Regions from separate parts of the Canis lupus genome. Here region 2 is linked to region 1. Evidence: chromatin contacts called from public Hi-C data. All regions are on one chromosome and are shown on one strand. The core of a region is the stretch at or near the end of the contact, and the rest is flanking DNA. Distances in the headings are between cores, read along the strand shown. Region 1 has its middle 34 kb from the start of SMIM13. Region 2 has its middle 33 kb from the start of TMEM170B.

The links. A called contact is a pair of places that touch in the nucleus more often than the background predicts.
Region 2: a Hi-C map of amygdala shows a contact between it and region 1, with 7 times the contacts expected there. The contact joins two enhancer-like sites. A contact is called at or near these places in 7 of 9 Hi-C or Micro-C datasets (amygdala, blood, liver and 1 more).

The regions. Positions count from the first base shown.
Region 1 is chr35:12,116,677-12,123,986 of UU_Cfam_GSD_1.0, forward strand. No RefSeq gene overlaps it. Among named protein-coding and RNA genes, the nearest start is that of SMIM13, 34 kb to the left of the region's middle. Within about 2 kb of position 4,020, at least 3 of the 20 cell types and tissues checked have an H3K27ac peak or open chromatin away from gene starts, as enhancers often do.
Region 2 is chr35:12,421,461-12,428,770 of UU_Cfam_GSD_1.0, forward strand. No RefSeq gene overlaps it. Among named protein-coding and RNA genes, the nearest start is that of TMEM170B, 33 kb to the right of the region's middle. Within about 2 kb of position 3,696, at least 8 of the 20 cell types and tissues checked have an H3K27ac peak or open chromatin away from gene starts, as enhancers often do.

The sequences.
Region 1 (7,310 bases), core at 2,770-5,269:
AATGTGCTGGAAGCAAACCGAAGAAAGAACTTGAAAGAATAGCAAATGTTCCACTGATGCATGTAGAATGATATTGCTCAGATCTGCCTATTTACGAAATTGGTAACAGGAAACTATTGCAGGATCCAGGCAGAGGACAATGTGAGTCTATGCAAGGCTCGTGGAAGTGGCGACAAATGGAACAGATACTGATGGGAACTGGATTTGGTGGGTGAGTAGATAATGGAAGGTCAAGGAGAAGGATGCCCCAAGGGTGTGGCTGATGGAGGATGTGGGTGGAGTGTAGTTTGGGGGAAAGTCCAGGTCTGGGTAAGACCAGTGGAAATGGCCCATCTGGAACTTAGGATGAAGTCAGAAGGATGGAGGTCCTACCTACACTCTTTATCTTCATAGTTGGTAGTTACTTAACATGTTTCCTGAGCTGCTAAATGGAAATGATAACATCTAGGATCACTGTAAGGAGTATATTTTTTAAAAATCCTAGTGAAGCATATTCTTTAATGTAGAGTAGGCAAGCCATAACTTACCCTCCCTCTCCTCTTCATATTTACCTTTGTAACTGTAGAAGCCTTCCTTAATGCCAGCTTGGTCTAGGAGCTGGTCAGGCCATTGAAAAAGTCCATTGAAATGGGGAATCAAAACACGCATTCATCCTACACTATTTGAAGTGAGACCACGGCTGTTTTCTCACTGAATATAGATCCCTTAGAATTTCAATCTCATTTTCTTTGTAAAAGTTTAGACTTACAATTCTGTGATTTCTGGTTTTGTTCTCAAAATCGGAACAAGAACGGAACCTTGCAGAGCAAAGATTTTGACTCTAATTTTCCCATTTTTTTTTTTACAGCTGCCTCACTTGTCCCTAGATGGACAGGATTTTTAGCATCTTGGCTTTATCAGATTTTCACAAAACATTCATAAAAATAGCAACCATTTTTTAAATTCTCATTTCACTGTAGTATTTAATTATAGAATTATAATAGAGACAGCAGAAGCAAGCAGGTTTGGGAACCATTTTGGTTAAACAAGTCATTTAGTGAGAAGAGAAATCTACGAGCCTGGCACCCTTGTACAGAGTTTTCATGCCTGTGTGTCTGTTCCCACCCTCTCCTTCCCTCCTGGTACATTAAAGGACAGACCCCTCTGCTTATCTGAAATAATCCCTCCTCCTGTGCTTTGGATCCTATTCTCCTCCTCCCTCTTCAGCAAATTGACACTGTAAAGTACAGTTGGCTCTTGAACAATGTGTCATGGAATCAAAAATCTTACTAAATTTCGACTCCCCCAAAACTTAATAGCCTACTGTTGACAGGAAGCCTTATCAATAACAGTCGATTACATATATTTTGTCCGTATGTTACATGTGTTATATACAGCATTCTTATAATAAAACAAGCTAGAGGGAAGGTAATGAAATCCTAAGAGAAAATACATTTACGGTACTGTGTGTCTTGACAAAATCCTCATGGAAGTGGACAACCCGCATAGTTCAAACCCGTGTTGTACAAGGACAAGCTGTATTTCCTCTCCACATTCAGGCACTTGGTCAACTGTGTCACTCTCCTCAACATTTCAACGTACGTGTTTACGCATCGTCTATCTTGGAAGAAGGAAAGGCCTGTTCTACTCTCTCCCCTGGGCTGCCAGCCCCTCTTCCCTCCAGTCAGCGGACTTCTCTGAGGAGTTGCCTCTGGGATGCCCGACGCAAGATCCAAAGGGCATTTCCCAGCCCTCAACGTGGCCTGACCTCCCGACAGCATCTGTTGTGGTTGCTCATCTCTTCCTTGAAACGTTCTTTTAGCTTGCACGATACCAAATTCTCCTGGCTTTGCAGGCTTCAGCACCTCCGGTCTGCCCCTGCCCCCTCCATCTCATTTGCAGTCTCATCCTGCAATTAAATGTCCAAGTTCCCCTGGGCTACCTGTAGCCCCTTCGTCCTCACCCTGTGCCGTGACCTCAGGCAGTCCTACTTGTGACTTCAGTTACCATCTCTTCCACCAGCAGGACCACATTCCTCTCTCTATCTCTTGAGCCAGCTGCCGGCTCAGGATCTCCTTGGATGGTCTTAAACGCTGGTCCAACTCCACACCAGCAAGGTCAGATCCGTGGTTGCTTCCCAGCCTGCTGTTCTTTTGGCATCCCTGTAATAGCTGCTAAAGTCGACAGCCTACGTACCCCCGACCCCTCTTTCGGGCCCCATATTTAGCACATCATGTCTTGTTGGTTTTTCTTCTGAAATAGTCCTGAAACTGCCTGTTCTCCATTTTCTTATTACCATCCATAAGCATTGTCGTGTATTGGCCACAAGGCGGGGTGGGGGGCTTCTGGGATTACACTTCTCTGCCTCATTTTGCATCTGTAAAATGGGTGTAGTAAACCTACCTATCTCATTGGGTTTTTGTGAGGATTAATGAGTGATTACGCTCAAAGCGTTTAGAAACAGTACCCAATGGGGGCGCCTGGGTGGCACAATCCGTTAAGCATCCTATTCTTGCTCTTGGCTCAGGTCTTGATCTCGAGGGTGTGAGTTCGAGCCCCGTGTTGTGCTCCATGCTGGGGTGTGGAGCCTACTTGAAAAGGAAAAAAGAAAAGTAAGAAAAAAACAGTGCCCAGTGTATCCCGACTGTTCCCTACCATAATACAGGGATCACTGCAATGATGGTTTGTCTTAAATCCGCGATAGCCCCTCTCAAGTCTTTCCTCCTTGTCATCACCAGAATGAGCATTTTGAAACTCAGACGTGACCCTGTAGTCTCCTTGCTTGTGATGTGAACGGTTTCCCGTTACTCCTAGGGTTAAAAGTCTGTAACACACCCAGTGACCCGCTACCAGATCTCATTTACCAGCCTCATCTCCCAGCACGGCCCCCCACTCTCTGCACCCTATGGCATTGTGGGCTGCCCCCCAGCACCCCACACCTTCTTCTGTCGCATGATCCTGGCCCTGACTTGAACCCTTGCCTCCCCTCCCCTCGTGCGCTGGTCATTCACCATTATTTCCCCTCACAGGTCCCCTTCTCAGGGAAGCTCCTCTCAACATCACCCTCCTCCCCTTTCCGGGCAGTTCATTTGTTACCTAGAAGTCTTCCTCTCCTCCAGGGGCCCCACCCAATTAAACATTCGCTGGCAGATTTATTTGATTAATCACCATCATCCCCACTGTGTTGAATTCATATTTCAATATAAGGCCGAACCTCTAGGGAAATTAATTACGTTCTAACCGGCAAGCTGCCTAACATTCCATCTTTTAGTTGGAATCTCAGCCTCAAATCAGAGGCCTAATTCCTGCCTTATCCACGTCTCCCGAAAACGGTGACTGTTATCTTTAGGCGCCAACCACCAAAGTAGATGTTCATGAGATGCTTATTTCGCAAGCCCCTAATTCTGTGTGTTCTGTGTCCCTCCTCCATCCCTCCGGAGACCCAAAGATCCTGTTGAAAGAGCAGCTTTTGGCCACACGATGGCGACAGATTTCAAGCATTTAGGGGAGTGGTTTTTTTATTTTTATTTTTTTCTATTCCTGGCTGGGGTGTGTGTTCCTTTGGGCTGGCGTTGATGGGTTTGATAATTACAAGGCATCCTGCTCTGCATCACAGATATTTTACTTAATCCCCTTTGCTTAAAGCAGCTAAGGTTGAACTCATAAATTGATCAAACGGAAGCATTTTGGAGAGCGAAGGGGAGGGGAGGGGGTTATAGTCATCATGGGGCCAGGACAAGGGACAGAAACCAGGGCTGTTCTGGCCACACAGGGACATCTTTCCTCTTCATCTAAAGCTGAGGCGACAGTCGTCCCGCTGCTTCCAACTGATGAGAGCTGGAAGGCAGAGAAAGAGGAGCGCTCACACATGGCATTTGAACCCCACTTCCCAGTGTCTAGCCCCCGAAACCAGGCAGTTTCAGAAAATGAGTGATGGATGAGTGAGATGTTCTTGGAAATCGGAAGGCTCTGTGTTGGTGGCGCCTTCCATGTGCACCATCCTTTCTTGATGTATGGCCTTCCTCCAACCCCGCAGCTTTGTGAGCTGTGAGGAAGTCAGGGGAAACATTAGCTGGACCTCCCAGGGAAGGAAACTGAGGTTCAGGGAGGTAAAGTCGCTTGGCCCTGGATGTGGTGAGCGCCGAACCCTCGGCTTCTGCCTTGTTGCTTAGAGAAAGGAAGCACAATTGCCTTTTCACATAAAATGTCCAAATAAAACAAAACCCAAACGAGCAAAGACCAATCACCCAGGAGGTCATTTAGCACAAAGGGAAATGAATCCGTGTTTGAATGCAAACGCAAGGTGAAGCCCTCATTTATGGGAGCAGACAGAGCAGGACGGATTGAGAAGGTCCTGGTGTCTCTCTTCTTCTGTTTCCTCCCCCACTCCTCAACAGGACAATGGGCCTTTGTGTCCTGGTGCTGGCTTTCCCTCCCGGCAGGTGTAGGCTCCCCAGGGTTCTAACTCTGGGTTGTCCACCAGGGAGCAGGACTTGCAAAGGGTTGGTAGAGAAAAGACATTCAGGGAAGGTGATCCAGGGGCCTGTGGAGAAACGCAATTGGATTCCCAAGGATTGGAAGCAGAAGCGTGCACCTGATTCTCACAGGTCCCGGGGAGGTAGCAGGTGCGGTGGGGATGCTGGCCACTACTTGGAATCTGAGCCCTAAGCTCCGGCTTTGAAAACTGCAGCCAGGTTTTCCATGGTGCATAGTGAAGCTGTGTGTGTGGCTCTCACAGGGGGCCAAATGATGAGCATTCTCTCTCTCTTTTAAAAAATTTTTTAAAAAGATGTTATTTATTTGAGAGAGGGAGCGAGAGCCAGAGAGATCACAGAGGGAGCAGCAGCCTTGCTACTGAGCAGGGAGCCCGATGCGGGTCTCGATCCCAGGACCCCGAGATCATGACCTGAGCTGAAGGGAGGTGCTTCGCCGACTGGGCCACCCAGGCGCCCCATGGTCATGAGCATTCTCAAAGGCGACCCTGTTGGACTGAAGCGTAAAGGCCTTTGCTAACTTCTCGGGATCGTGGAGGACCCTGTGGGCTCTTAGGGAGGAGATGTGTTTGCCAATAATGACTAAGGCCCAATGTCTCACCGACCGTGGCAAATAGACTGAGCATCAAGTTCATTTGATTTAGACACAAAACAATTCAAAACAAAGTACATAAGGAGTCTTGCCCTGAGTGTTGTCCCGTCACTTCACAGCCATTAATGATAACGTGTACCAACAGGCTCTCGGCCCTCCTGCTCAGACCCAGAAAAGAAACAGAAAGAAACCCAGGGCCCTGGCCTCTCTCACCCTCCTCTCCATCCCGAACCACTGGTTCTCTAGCACTGTGCTCTGTGCTGCTGCAAAAACCTATCACTGTGCCCGGAGACCTTCTCTGTCCTTTAATTCCCCCCTGAACAACCGCCTCTTCCATGCAGCCTTCCTTGTCCCCTGTGCTCCTGTGGCCTGGCGTGGGATCCTCTAGTAAAGTACTTCTCACCGGTGGGTCCTGCTCCGCCAGCGTTTTCAACAAGGAAAACCACGGGGATGCTTTCTAAATGCAGATTCTTGGCCCTTCCTCTTTTCAGTCCACTGACTTCAGAACCTCGAGGAGATTGGAACAGAGAATCTGCATTTTTAGCAGGGTCCCCCCCAGGTGATTACTATCCTTTTTATTTTTTTAAACCACCGCCCTTCCCCCACCGCCCTGCCCCATACTGGGTCAAATCATGTCCTTCTAAAACTCACGTTCACCTGGGTCTTGCAAATGAGACCTTTTTTGGAAGTGGGATCTTTGCAGATGTCATCATGCCAAGATGAGGTCATGCTAGATGAGGCTGGGCCCCAGTTCAAGGACTGGTGTCCTTGTGAGAAGAGGGAAACTCTCACGTACCAAGGCACAGAGGCAATACCACGTGAAGGAGGAGGCAGAGGTCCCAGTGATGCACCTACACGCTGCAGAACGCCAGGGACCGCCTGCGACCTCCAGAAGCTCAGAGGCACCAAACAGCTTGTCCCTCAGATCTCAGAGAAAAGACTCAGGCCTGCCCACACCTTGCTTTCGGACTGGCAGCCTCCAGAACCTTGAAGGAATGTGTTCCTGTTGTTTTAAGCCTTGGAGTCTGTGGTCCTTTGGGAGGGCAGCCCTAGGAAATAAATAACAGCCTCCCCTCCACTACCTTCCATTGTCTTGATTAAATTGTCTTTGTTTCCCCTTTCCTGCTGCAGGAAGTTACACTTCCTATTCAGATTGCTTCAGTGCTGTGGTGCACCTACGTGAAGTTTTCAGTGGGCCCGTGGAGGATCTCTTGGGGGACATCCCTTTCCTCCCTTGTCTTTGGGAGGCTGAGCCCATCTCTCTCTGTAACAGTGAAAGAACCTGCTGCCTCCTGGGCAGCTGCCCTGTGCTCGCATTGTCACCAGGGTAGGAGCTGGGGGCCCCACTGCAGGAGCCCCCCCTCCACCCCTCTCCACTCCCCACTGCTCCAGGGCAACCTTGCTCTGGGTCAGCCCTGTGTGCTGCCTGCCAGTGTGATGCCCCAGGCAGTGCTGGCAGGGTGTGTAGGGTGCTGCGTGCGATGTCATGCCACAGCGGTGCAGGTGAAGAAGGTGACATGTCCTCCCTGGGCCAGCTCTGCAGCCTGCCTGCAGCGCTGGGCCTACCTGAGATGCCCCAGCTACCTGTGAGCTACCCGACTTTTTTTTTTTTTTTTTAAGATTTTATTTATTTATTCATGAGAGACACAGAGAGAGAGAGAGAGAGAGAGAGAGAGAGAGAGAGAGAGAAGCAGAGACACAGGCAGAAAGAGAAGGCTCCATGTGGGCAGCCCGATGCAGGACTTGATCCCAGGATCCCAGGATCACAACCTGAGCCAAAGGCAGATGTTCAACTGCTGAGCCACCCAGGTGCCCCTACCCGATGTCCTTTTAATCAATCTCTTTCCTAGTTCCCTCAGCCCCTGGTGGCTTTTGTTGCCGGCAGCTAAAAGGCCTGATTGTGGTGAGTGGACATTTGTATTCTTTTGTTTTTTCTTTTTTAAAAAAAATTTAAAATTTAAAATTATTTAAAAATGTGTGTTCAGCAAAATCTAAATAAAGATAGACAGTAATGTTCCCTCCTCAGTGGCAGGACCTTGGGAGTCGGTAAGGATTCCATCCTCTCCATCTTTCATGCTATGGTGGTTGAGTGTGTTTGTTCCCCCCTAATTTTAACAAAGAAATTATTATTAGTCATCATTATTATAGCTTCAAGAGTTTAGGCTTCTTTCATTATGCCAGCATATTTACCCATTTCTTTTTCTTTTCTTTTTTTTTTTTTTAACCCATTTTTTTTACTCTTTATT
Region 2 (7,310 bases), core at 2,446-4,945, 300 kb after region 1:
TGCCCCTGGTGATGCTGGTTCGCATCTCCTCTGACTCTCCCCAACAAGAAACCATGCAGAGCGCAGAGCTCCCGCGGCGGCCGTGCTCACAGAAGCTCCCTGCACACACTGTTGATAGCCAGCATCGAGCCCTTCGGCAAACACGCTGCCAGGCCCTGACCTTCCTGCTATCATTTGCCATTTCTGCAAATTAAACATTTAAACAAGAATAAACTAAAAAAATAAATAAATAAATAAACAAGAATAAACTTTCCGTCTCCCTCTTCATTTATTTCAGGCTAACTCCTACCGATTCTGTCCACTTTAAGGAATTAATTGTGTCCATTTACTTCTTTCCATTTTAGTGGAAATAAAGCTTCCAGGACAACTGATGCCTGTAAACAGACCTTTGGAAACCTAAGGCATGGCTGCGATTTCTCAGGAAGATGATAGAAAAGCGGAGTTGGGGACTGGTCCCAGGCTGGCCCAGGAGGATGGCGCACACAGAGGCAGGGCTGCTGACAGCGGAGCTTTCAGGAGGAAAAAACCAGAAACACTATGAGACTGCTCTCTTCTGTGTCCAAGGGCATCTTGAGGGATGAAGGCTCACAGATGACGTCAGGGGCCGGCCTAGGGCAGTCAGGCCTTGTCCCCCCAGACAAGGGCAAGATTGCAACAAGAAAATCCGGTAAATAATGTTTTAAAGGCCAGGCAACGTAAGCCTGGGCCGTATCCCTGAGGCTAATCCAGTCTCCCAAGAGGAGCCTGGTGAGAGCTGGAACTAGACAGATGGCCAGGGAGAAGCTAGAACAGATGTCAAAGTGTCAAAGCCACAGAGATGTGATTCCATGTGTCAGTCACACGGTAGAGTCACAGCCTGTAGACTGTAATTTCCAGAATGCTTGTCCTTCTAGCCCCAGCTTGATGCTCACCTGCGGAAGTTAAGCAACCTCTCTCCAGCCTCAGCATCCTCCACTTTAAACCAAAGATGGTGAAAGTGCCCACCGCAAGGCCTGTGTGAGGATGAGCAGTGATCAGATCATAAATACCCGGGGAGGGCAGCTAGCACTATGGATGCAGGACTTTTTAGATAGCTCTGTGCCCCCTCATCCTGGGCCACATTTACAGTAAGGGTATTTAAGGATATAATGGGGTGGGGTTGCCACTCACTCAGCAAATCCTGAATTACACACTGGATTTGTAGGATGGGGGTTTATAGTTGCAAACAACCCCATGCTGGTCTGGGAACTGGCTTGAGCTGAGCCTGCTGGGGTAGACATCAGTGCGCCCCATGCTTGGGGAGAGAAAGGCAGTTTGAGTATGGGATTGGAGCCTCATAGACTTTCCCCCAATAAATTGTGAAGTAAAACTGGAAATAGGTTGGCACAAAGCATAGGAAATGTGAAAATGGTCAGCTCAGGATAATTTGAGAGACTTTTGACCATGTCATCTCCAAATACCCCTTGCCTTCCCACCCCATAGAATTCCTGCCTGGTGATTTTATCTGCTGAGTGTCCTGAAGAGGCAACTAAGAAAGGAGTCTTCCCTGGGGATGGGGATTATTAAAATGCGTCTTTAAGCAGGAAGCAGAGAGATTCAGGGGGTTGGGGTGCATAGAATGCTTCACCCTGTTCTATCCCCTTAGCACCATGTTGGTATATAAAGACATGGTGATGGTCCTTGTTGGGATAAAACATGAAACAGATGGCTTTCCAGGTTGCAAACAGAATTACTGGAATTTCTGTGTTTATGATAAAGTTCTTCATGATTTGGTCAACATCACATATGAGGTCTAGCAAACGTCCCCCAATCCCTCCTCATAATTATAAGCATAGAGCACAGATCCTTCTAGTAGTAGTGCCACCGTGTTTAGCTTTCCCCTCTTCTGCGGCTGTCCCTATCTGAACTCAGAAGCAGCAGGGGAAATGAATCCCCCTCTCCCTCACTCAGAGCCAATCTTCCCACACCACTAGAATTCAAAAGGCCTATGTGGGCAGGTCTAATGAAAAGTGACAGACATAGGCCCAGCCTTACCAAACCACAGTGAAGAAAATCGGGCTAGGGTTGTAATGCAAAAAGGAAAAGAATGTGAGGGAAGGGGCCCAGCAAGGAGAAGAGGAGACCAGTGCCCTTGGAGAAATTATTTACCTCCAGGTGGCCAGGTCGGAGGCAGTTCACTAGCACCTGCTGTGATGCCAAAAAATTCCACATCTCATGGAACAGTGTTGCAAGACCCCTCGCTGCAAAATAACAGGGAAAGGACATGGCTCGGGGAGCTGAGTGCAAGTCCAGATAGAGATGAGGTTGGCCTGCCCCTGAGGACATTCTAACATTTATGGCTTGGGGGGTGGAAGTGGGGGAAGGTTGTGGAATATGCTAGTTTCCTATAGAAAGGGGTGGACACCCGAAACGACTGGCCTTGCAAGTGGGCCTCTGCTCTGCCTCTCCCAAATCTCAGGAACCTTCTTCCACCCCAGAAAGGCCATCATACCAGAAAACTGCATCCAGGGACTCCATCCCTCAGAAACAGGCTCCTGTGAAAAACTTCTAGCCTGCTTAAAGATTCTGAACCCTACTGTAACCCATTCTAGATTCAACTACTGAAAAAACAAAACAAAACAAAACAAAAACAAAAAACAGGTGCAGAGACTAGGTGCCCAATTGCTCTTGCCATTGTGGAGTTCATTGTATTGGGACACATCCACAGGGCAGGCTCAAGATTGAGGAGCAAGTGGTTTATGAGAAGAAAGTCATCCCAGAGAGAGGCACATAGATTTGGGCCAGAGGATATGGTCTTTCATCATCTCGGGAGGGGTTGGGAGGCAGGAGGGGCTGCTCATGCCTCTGGATGGTCTATCAGGACATCAGGGAAATGAAAAGAGCCCTTGAAGATGAGCCCTAAGAAGTGGTCCAGGCATGGAGGGTGACAGCTCTGGGGACACAGAATGCTAACTTCCTCGGCAGAGTCCACTGACTGTGCTGGCAGCCACTGAGGACATAGAATGAAACAGAAGCTCTCAATGGGGAGCACGAAGGGCCATCCCAGCAGGGACCCGAGTCTTTGCTGTCAGCATCAGTGACCCGGGCACCCAGCCACGCAGCCTCTGGAGTGTAGTGGGTGTGTCACCACCACAATTCGGATCTATAGTGTAGTCTGGGGAGCCAAGAGGCTCCTTAAGAACGTGTGTACGAAACTGCCTGGGAATTTCCAGAGCTCGCTGGGAGGGATCGGAGATGCTCTGAGGCTGTGCAGTCTGCAATTTGTGGTCAAGTCAAAGAGGACAACGTTCGCTGTTACTAGTGTGTTAAAGAAGAGCCTACCCCATATACATCCTGTGAGCACAGAGTGATGAGACATGGCCATAAATTATACCCATACATCACTCTCATCATTTATGGGCGCATGATGGGTTGCAACATTATTCTCCTGACTTTACCATACATGGTGTTTGGTTTGGTTTGAATCCCCAGCACAAGATGCATCGGTCCCATATTCCTTTCTCCCGTGGTTCTCTTTGGGATTGATCAGCATGATGGAAGGTCGGCTGGAGGGAGGTTACGGGAGACTCTCAAAGAATCCGCTCTTCTCTGCCCCCACTTAGCCCCCTCTATACTCCACCAGGCTGCAGTGTCCTGACCTCACAGTGTAACCCTCTGATCAGATAAGCTGACCACAAAACCTTCTATGTTCTCAAGACCAGGGCTCCACTGGAGCCCAGCTGTACTCGAGCCACCCTGCTCGGGGCAGGGGCCAGCCTTCAGGAGTGACACAGAGACTGGCAGGCTGTCACGGTAAGCGCAGGCTGCCAACCCTCTTGGGTTACTAGGAGGGATTATGGGTAAAGTATGTTTTGAATGTTGGAAAGGGGGGAGACCAAAAATGCATTTGGCTCAGACAATTCATTTTAAGGGATTTGGTCCCAAATTTCCTGCAATCATCATCATGGCCCATTTTCACAGTCACTAGACTCTCAAATCCTGCATATACAAAACAAAGAGCTATAAAAGGGGGAAATTTGGGAATTTTTAAGTTAGAGTGGTGGTACAAATGTGACAATAAAACAGTATGGGAAGTAAACTGCAGCAGAGGGACTGCTTCTCTGTGTTTCTACGTATGGCAGAGATTAGGTACAGCACTGTTTGGAAATCATAGCCTTGCAGATCTCTTCTCTTTTTAGGGGATTAAAGCGAATATAACCTGCTCTGCTTACATTTACAGCTGGGGAGGGGAGCGGATTTTCTGGTCTTTTGTTTGCACCTCCAGTCTGGGGGCAGCGTTGTATGGCAAAATAAGCTTCCTTGTTTTTTTAGACCGCGTTTGCAGAGTGTTCTGGAACGCAGCTTCCTTATGCATGCTAGCATACTGGTTATGAAGCCTTTCCCCCATTTTTGCCAAGTTGACCTTCTACCAAGGGACAGTGAAAAATTAGAGGCTGGCTCCTCCTGGAGGCTTGGCTGGAAAAGTACACCTGCTTGCATGCGGCCCTCGGTGCATGGAGGGGGTGCCCTCTAGTGCACAGAGACGGAGGAAAACTAGGAATGAAATGCCAGTTACTAATGTCTTATTAAAACACTAAAACTACAAAATGTCAAAACAAAAGCAAAAAGCGATGCCCTTTCTACAAGCCAGGCGTTGTGCTAAGGGCTGTCTATTGTTGCCTTGGTTGCTGATTGCTGTGGCTTAAAACACTGATGGTTTATTATCTCCCATGGGTTTCTGTGAGCAGGAATTCAGGAACACAGCTGGGGGGGGGGGTTCTGATGTCGGATGCTTTCAGTTGGCAGTGGCATCGAGAAGCCTTGTTCCTTCTGTGTCTGATGGCTGAGCTGCTAATACTGGAAAAGCTGTGGTGGGAACATCCTGAACGTCTCCCTGTCTCTGTGTAGCCCTTGCATGGTATTCCCCAGCATGTCCAGACTATTTTCATGTTGGCTCAGGGCTTCCAAGGTGGTGTCCCACAAAGGAGAGCCCAGAGAAGGAACTGGGTGGCTCAGTGGTTGAGCGTCTGTCTTTGGCTCAGGTTATGATCCCAGCATCCTTGGATCGAGTCCCACATCGGGCTCCTAGCAGGGAAACTGCTTCTCCAGAACTCTGCTTATGTCGCTGCCTCTCTCTGTGTCTCTCATGAATAAATAAATAAAATCTATTTTAAAAATCATCTATATTGTGTGTGTGTATAGATAGATATGCACACACATGCATATATGTGTGCACATATACAGTTCCCTACTTATGTTAGTTAGACTTATGATTTTTCAATCTTATGATGGTCTGAAAGTGATATGCATTCAACAGAAGCCATACTTAGAATTTTGAATTTTGATCTGCTCCCGGATTAGCAACATGCAGCTTGATCCTCTTTCGCAATGATGCTGGGCAGTGGCCACAGCTCCCAGTCAGCCGCTTGCTCACCAGGGTAAGCAAGCAATACGCTGGCAGCCATTCTGTACCCAGACAACCATGCTATTTTTCACTTTTGGTACAGTATTCAATAAACTACATGAGATGGTCAACACTTTATTATCAAGTAGGCTTTGTGTTAGATGATTTTGCCCACCTGTAACTGTTCTGAGCATGTTTAAGGTAGGCTAGGCTGAGCTATGATGTTTGAGCATTAAATACATTTTCAGTTTGTGATACTTTAAATTTGTGATGGGTTTGTTAGGACAGAACCTTATTGTAAGTCACGGTGGATCTGGGAAGAGAGAGAGGGAGGGAGAGAAGAGGATTTATTATGAGGAATTGGGTCACTTGGTTATGGATGCTGAGAAGTCCCATAATCTGCTATCTGCAAGCAGGATACCCAGCAAAGCCCTTGGTGTAATTCCAGTCTGAATCTGAAGGCCTGAGAACCAGGAGCTCAGTGGTGCGCCTCCCAGTTCAAGGGCAGGAGAAGACTGATATCTCATCACAAGCATGCAGGCAGGAAGCAAAAGGGGAACACATTTCTTCTTCCTTGGCCTTTAGTCCTGTTCAGGCTCTCAACAGATTGCATGCTGACCACTCCCACTGGAAGGACAACAATCTTCTGAGTCCACTGACTCAAATGCTAATCTCATCCAGAAACACCTTCCATATACACACCCAGAAATAATGTTGAATCTGGCATTCTTTGGCTTAGTCAGCTTAACACATAAAATTAACCATCATCAAATCATTCTTATTTTTCAGGATTTCTGTAATCTTCATTATTTTGTGTACAACTACGTTTCTGATATTATGGTAGTCCTTCTGTAAAAGATTAAAAAAAATTTTTGGCACAGGTGCACTGGTAATGAATTCTTTAAGCTTTAGTTTGTTCAAAAACAATATTTGTCTTCATTTTTGAAAGATACAGAATTCTGGGTTGATAAGTTCTTTTTCTTCTTTTCTTCTGGTGCTTTAAAGATGTCACTTCATTGTCTTCTGGGTTGTATAGATTCTAAGGAGAAATCTGCTATAATTTTATTTGGACTGTCTTCAAATTTTTCTCTTTATCTTTGGTTTCCAGCAGCTTGATATTATTTGTCCAGGTGGATTCTTTTTTCTCATACATGCTGTGTGGGCTTCCCTGTACATTTGGTATATGCATATCGAAGTCTTTCATTACTTTAGTTAGCTCTACAAATGCTTTGGCTGCCTTCTCTCTTCTATACCTTGTGTGGCATCTGATTTCTCTCCCCCTCATGCTTTACTCCAGGGTTAAAGTGCTTGCATTCGTAGAGAGGCCTATCTTTCTTTAAATGTCAGACTTCTTGGTTATTCTGCAACCCTGGTTCTCTAATGTATTCAAAAAGAGTTGTAATCTTACAGATTATCTGGCATTTTCTTGTCATTATGGTAGAAGTTATATTTTCTTTTTTTTATAATAAATTTATTTTTTATTGGTGTTCAATTTACCAACATACAGAATAACACCCAGTGCTCATCCCGTCAAAGTTATATTTTCTTTCTAGTTTTCTGTATCTTAAGAATCAATGGCACTTACCATCATTTATTTTACTATGATTTAAAATGTGGATAAAAGTTGGAAAAATGACAGGAGAAGCTCCCATATAACCTTTACCCATAATAATAAATTATTTATATTAGCTTTTTTAAAAAAGGATTTTATTTATTTATTTGAGAGAGACAGCACAAAGTGGAGGGAGGGGCAGAGGGAGAGACAGAAGCAGACTCCCTGCTGAGCACGGAGCCTTATGTGGAGCTCAATCCCAAGACCAATCCCAGGCAGATATTTAACCATCTAAGCCACCTTGGTGCCCCTTATATTTGCTTCGTAATCCTCCCTGTCTCTCTGCCTTTCTTTCTTTATATATATCTATTTATCTACATCTATATTTATATATCT